2 separate regions of the Cricetulus griseus genome follow, and region 1 is linked to region 2. The links are chromatin contacts, called in public Hi-C maps. All regions are on one chromosome and are shown on one strand. Each heading gives the region's core, a stretch centred on a gene start, on an enhancer-like site or on the middle of the called end of the contact. The rest is flanking DNA. Distances are from core to core; before and after follow the strand shown. Region 1 holds the start of Smim32 (small integral membrane protein 32). Region 2 holds the start of Lect2 (leukocyte cell-derived chemotaxin-2).

Region 1 (3,107 bases), core at 237-2,736, 200 kb after region 2:
AACGCCCTGGCTCGTCATGGTAGCCCATGCCTTTAGCCCATGGTCGCCCAAGGGGCAGGCAGACTTCCTGAGTTCCAAGCCAGCCAGGGCTGCAAGATCCTGTGTCAAAAACCAATCACCTCCCTGGAATTAGGATAACTTTGACCCTATCTCCTCACTCTCCAGTTCTTTGTCCTCATCCCCATGCGTCTCTTCCTGGGGGGTTCTCGTGGCTGGCTTCTCTCTGCTTGGGAGGATGCTCTGTCTTCCCCTTCAGAACCTACCTTCACCAAGCCCTGGCCCTGGTTCAGGAGCTCCAGGTCCAAGACAGCTCTGAGAGCCAAGGTGTGAAAGAAGGACCTGCCTCGCAGAGAGGGTCTCCATAGGGTCCCGGTAGCAGGAATTTATCCAGTTATCCCTGGAGTCTGCCAAAAAACAAAAACAAAACACTTTCTAGAGCAAGTAAAATGCTGGAGGAAACCAGAGAGGAGCTGGTATACTCAACTCAGCCCTGACCCTGGCAGGCCTATGCCTGCTGGGTGTGAACCTGCTCGCATTCCATTTCCAAAAATGGTGTGACCAGTGACCAGTGTTCTCAGTGCGGGTTTAATTTGGTGAGTTTTTATTGTAGAAATGTGGTCCGTGGAGGCTGGAGGTGCAGACTCTCCGTTGCAGCACCCAGTGGCTGTGACCATCTGCCCCTCCAGTGGCCTCCTTGGCCCCTGTTCTTAAAGGAAACTAGGTACTTGACCCCAGCCAGACACAGTGAAACGTTGCATCATTTCTCTATCGGATCACCGGGGTCAAAGAGCAAGAGCTGTGGTAGCAGGGAGTCCAGTCAGGGACAGGCAGCTCCTGGTTAGTCCCGAGCTCGCAGTGCCTGCTGCGAGCAAAATCAGGAACTCACCAGGCGGGCCAGGCTCCTGCGCCCCGGTGGGTACTCCTCTTTCTGGATGGCTTCCTGGCAGTATCCGCTGTAGGTGGCAGATGGGGGACTCGCCTGGGGAGTACTTTTCAGGTACCTGGACCAGGTCCCCACGCAACCTCAATGGCTCTCCCGCCATCTCTTATTCTTCAGGTCCGAAAGGGTCTTTAGGTCTAGGCGAAGTGTTCCAAGGGCCAGTGACTCCGGAGCCCACCCTGCTCTGCTCTGCGAGGCCAAGACCAATCGCCCCGCGGCCCTGATTCCGTCTGCTCTATACCGGCCGCGTCTTCCAGGGCGCACGGGCATCGCGCAGTGAGCGGTCGTGGGGCAGCGCAGCAAAGGCCGAGTGGCGCAGCTGGCAGCCGATGAAAAGGACGACGAGAGCCACGGACAGCAGCAGGAGGAAGAAGAGCAGCAGGTAGGTGGGCAGGTCAGGCTTGGTGGCCGAGCTGTCCCGAACGCCACGCGCGGTGGCCAGTTCCAGGGGCAAAGCACCCTCCGCCTTAACAGTGGCTCCGGGGGCCAGCGCGCCGCTTCCCGCTGCCTCCGGGCCGCTGGTGGCATTGAACACGTCGCCGTACATGATCCGCGGGTCCCGCCGACCCGGCAGGACCACCTCACTTCTGCTGCAGACCAGCGGTGCTCAGAGCCTCCATGATGCTCCCCTCCTGCCCTGCTGCGTGCACCTGAGGAGGAATTGGTGCCCCTCGGGCAGCGAGGTCACTAAGACCACGGCCGGGGCGCGCGGGCGGGCGGGGGGGGGGTGTTGTCCAGATGTTTAGCCGCGGGGACCCAGGCACCTCAGCCGTTCCGCTTCTAGTTGTTGCTACCAGGACAGAGTCCTGAGCCCCTGGCCCATCTGGCGGCTTTTCTGTCCCTCTCCAGCTCCGGTGAGCTCCGGAGCACTGCTGGGCTGCAGCGGCTGCGAAGGGAGCCGGTGAACGCGGCAGCAACTCTGTGGGGCTCTGCGCTGGGCTTGGGGTATCGAGGATCCTCCGCTTCCCGGGTCCCAGAGCCTCGGGTCCTTTGTCCAGCACCCGGTGTGCAGGAGCCTGTCCTAACACCGCTTCGCTCCTGCTGGAGCTGGAGACTGAGCTCCTAGCGCTGTGTGTCCTGGGCGGGAGGCAGGGAGGTGACAGGATTTGCTGCACTGCCCTGAGAAAGGCTGCTAACCAATGGATGAGGATCAGAAAGAATGCGGGCAGCATTGTGACTGCTGCCTCTGTCACTCACCAAGGAGGGCACTGAGGAGGGGAGGGGAGGGGGGCGGAGGAGCAGAGAAGGCCAGCAGGGGAGCGGGGGTTTAATCCCTCTTCCCGGTTGCTTCTCCCCTGTCTACAAAGCCTCACACCTGGGATTGAAGAAGCTGGGATTTGAACCCGGGATATTGCACCGTGAGTGGCCTCTCCTGGCTGAGTGGTTTCTGGTAGCTGCTGTCCATGTCTCTAACTACACTTTGACTAAAGGACATAGCTTTCAGGGTTCATGTCCCACGCTGCAACCTGTCATAGTGTTGTGGCAGCTCTGCCTACCCAAAATGGATCCGGAACCCAGGAAGGATGTCACTTGACAAGGTTGTAGTGCAAGGGAGCCTGGGCTCAGTCCCCATCTACCTTTTTTTTTGGGGGGGGGCACACAACTGATTTATGACCAGCTACAGGCTACTGGACAGAACACTCATTTAATGGGTGAGGTGATTAGTTTTGTCAATTTGACACAAGCTAGAGTCATGTAGGAATCCCAAGAGGGACCCTCCACTGGGGAATTGACTGGAAAAGGCTCTGTGGCCATACCGGAAGTGGGCTGTCAGTGGTGGCAAGTCCTTGCTTCATGCATGAGCCAAACACTCAGCCGCCACACTCAACAGGCAGACATTCAATAGACATGGGCCGCCTTTGACGTTACTGCCTTACTGGGCAGCAAGGCCAGAGCCAGGCGCTTCGGGTGAGAGGCACAGGACCTCAGCGTGTGCAAGGGCAGGGGCTTCCTTGAGTTTCACACTGGAGAAGTCTCTGTCACTCCTCACCCTAGGGCCAGCTCTGTTACCTCACCAACAGTGGGAGATCTTTCCACAATCGCACATTCATGTCCGTGTCTCTCTGCTCCTTTTTCCTCCCCACATGAAGAAGCAAATACCTCAGGAAAACCTGGGCTGTCAGCTGAATAAGCCAATGGGAAGAGGAGCTTGCTAGTTTTTCCACTC
Region 2 (3,256 bases), core at 442-2,941:
AGTACTGTCCGCAGCCATAGCTGTCACATGTCCGGATCTCATTGGAAGATTTGCTGGCACATATGTTAGCCCATGGTCCTGCCAGAGCTGCAGAGGAGATATGTGAGAGCCATGGCATCTCCAGCCCGAGTCTCCCTTGTCCATCTCCCCAGGATGTAGGGTCTATTGCCCCTCCTTTTGGGAGTTTATAGGTAAATTTTTCCTCAGGACAGCTGATTCAGATGTAAAACTTAACCTCCTTGCTATATAATTCCCTTCTGTGGCATATAAAATACTTATTTATAAGCACTACCCCCTCGTCTCACTATGCCAAATCATTCATGGCATAAATTGTGCTTTTCAGTTTTTCTTTGCTTGTTAGCAGTCCTGGGAAACACTATGGTTAAGGAAAAGTAAACAGCATAGCTTAAAAACAAACTTTAGGAACTGCACAATAACTTTGAAATGTTGCTTTATAATCAGATCTAAGAATGGCATCCAAGCAAATGTTTGACTCACAGGCGAAGCATACTCTAGGCTTGCCAGCTTTATGGGGCATGAACTAAATCTCCTATCTGCATAAAAGTGGGGATTTGAGAAGTAGTCTAAAGTGATCAACCACAGGTAGCCTAAAGTAAGGTCAAAAGGAGGCTGGGAAGGGAATGGAGATGATTATATGAAGGCTATAAGAGTAAATATGTTGAGAGACACCTGTCTCTCCAGCATATTTTATGCAAACTTTAAGTGCAACTTACCCCTTTAATATTATAAGTAGTATCAATTGAATTGAATTCCCTGATTCTCAATGTTAATATTCACAGAGGTACCGTTAGCAATTTTAGCCTCTCATTTTGAAGTGAAAATAGGAGCCTGCTAATTTGATGGTTGGTTTCATTTCAAGATATTTTACTCTTCACTAATATGAATGCTGTGAAGAAAAGCTACCGAATATGGCCATTCATCTTATCCTTTATGTAACTTAAACTATGAGTCTCAAAAGCCTTCTACCATAGATCCAAGCTTCGAATAAATCCTTGAGCAAGCTCTAACAGCATGGCTCTGGAGCCAGCCTTCATCCTGGACAACTGAGGCATCTAGTGGACCGTTTATTAGTAATCTGTTTTTCTCACCTACTGTGAGCATCAAGTGGACTTTCTCTTCATCCCAATCCAGGCTTGTATCAGAATTTCCCACATCCAATTCATTCACCTCTTACCTGAGATTTTATCTTCTATGGTTTTTTGGGGGTGGGGTGGGGGGCAGTGGTGTTAACTGATTAAATTCCAGGCCAGGTCAGCAAACACCTTTAATCCCAGCACTTGGGAGGCAGAGTGAGTTCCAGGACAGCTAGGCTACACAGAGAAATACTGTCTCAAAAACCAAATAAATTAATTGCAGGCCAGGAATGGGGAAGGCTTGTCTGAGAGTCTTCTTACACCAACATTTGTTTGCATTTCCCTCACTGAAGACTCAGACATCAGGAAGAGATGGTGAAGAATTTCCCACTGCCCTGCCCGATGCACGTTTTCTCACCTACCGAAACTTTATGTTATTCATATCAAGTTTTATGTTGCAATCTTGTTATCATTGACTTTAAGTCTACCCCTAAGATCGGGGTAAATCAGGTATAATTTTTTAATTAATCAGGATTCTGGCATTCAACTTACCAGTGGAAATCAAAGTTGCTGAAATGAAGACTGTTGTGGAAAACATCTGGATTTGCTTCCTGCCTCTTCCTCTGACTAGAATTGCTCCGTACACACACTATTCAAGTCTGAGTTAATATTCTCCAGTAAGCTAGCTTTAGAATCCTGTGTTTCTCCTAGATTTAATGTGAGACGCAGAAAACAAAATGAGGCAAGTTAAACTGTAACGTGCCATGGAGAGCTGTCTGGTTGCTCAGAGGCCTCTGTACAAGCCTTTGATCTGGGGAGACAGCCAGTGTTGTTGGGAATCCTGACTACATATTAACAGGAATGACAACACTGGATGCAGACTGGTGTCCTTTGATTGGGGCTAGAGGGAGCATGTATGTGTGGATGGGGCTTAGTTAGTACTGTCTGACGGAGACCTTTCCATGGATAATGCTTGCTTTAGTAGAGAATTGACTAGAAATAATGGGTTTTTTTTTGTCACTTCAGTTAGATCTCATCTATATAAAATTTTAGATAATTTTAACATTTTGATAAAATTATGTTTATTTCTTTTGAGCATGTGATTTTAAATGTTTATGATAGTGGAAATTAATACCAAAAGCTTAAATGAAGACAGATATATATATATATATGTGTGTGTGTGTGTGTGTGTGTGTGTGTGTGTGTGTGTGTGTATAGTTAGATTCTAAATATAGTATTGAATAAAAAGCACTTCTAGAATTATGTATTGTATAGTGTAGTATAGTATGTCATTTCATTAAATTCCCTAAACAAACGTGCTACTCTTCATGAATGCTGCCTTCTAATAAGGATGCAAAAGCATGGAGCACAGACTGGGCTTCATTTTTTTTTGTACTTACATTTTCTGAATTGAGATTTTCATATACAAACCACCAGCTCCTTGATATCCTTATTAGACAAGGACATGGACTTTTCTGTGAAGAGTTCTCCTTCGCATACCTAGTCAGAAGCTCTGGAAAATGGTCTTTTAACACTTCACCCTCTGCAGCACCACACACCCTGTGGCTTCTCTTCCTGGTCTGAAGTGAATTCCCCAGCCCTGGATTTTGGCTCAGCTATATGGCATTGACCAAGTGAGTCAGAGGTGATAGCATGGCCTGTGGAGCCATTGTCTTATACTAACATTCCTGTGCTCTGCCAACGCCAAGAGGGCCGCATTCCCAGGCTAACCCGCTGACCCAAGGACAGAAGGAAAACTCTTCACAGGCTGCAGCAATAACAGAACTGTACAGGTAAGGCTGCATGTCAGTTCACACAGCTCTTCACGGGCTACAACAAACCCCAGAAACTGGAGGGACCATTCATTGATCAGGTGTTGCATCAATAAAGAAAACAATATTCCAATCTCTCTCTCTCTCTCTCTCTCTCTCTCTGTGCATGAGTGCGTGCGTGCGTGTGTGCGTGTGCGTGTGCGTGTGTGTGTGTATCACCAAGCACTCACAATGCTCATAAAATAGATGTGGTATAAGCTTTTAGTTTCCTAACTCAGGGATAGACAGGAGGATCAGAAGTTCACGTCATCCATTTCCCAATATCTTAACAGTTCTTTTTTTCTACATAAAATGAGGTATCTGTTTTTTAAAGCTTTTATTAAATTTGTT

The links. Hi-C and Micro-C count contacts between places; a contact is called where the count stands out from the background.
Region 1: a contact with region 2 is called in a Hi-C map of liver, with 2.0 times the contacts expected there. The contact joins the promoter of Smim32 here to the promoter of Lect2 in region 2. A contact is called at or near these places in 2 of 8 Hi-C or Micro-C datasets (fibroblasts and liver).

Annotation. Positions count from the first base shown.
Region 1 is chr3:275,770,823-275,773,929 of CriGri-PICRH-1.0, forward strand. Smim32 (small integral membrane protein 32) reads right to left here and starts at 1,487. Exons shown (of 1, transcript XM_035443048.1): 1 at 1,176-1,487. The coding sequence starts at 1,487. The coding sequence ends at 1,176.
Region 2 is chr3:275,565,935-275,569,190 of CriGri-PICRH-1.0, forward strand. Lect2 (leukocyte cell-derived chemotaxin-2) reads right to left here and starts at 1,692. Exons shown (of 4, transcript XM_027409741.2): 1 at 1,647-1,692; 2 at 1-87. The coding sequence starts at 1,692.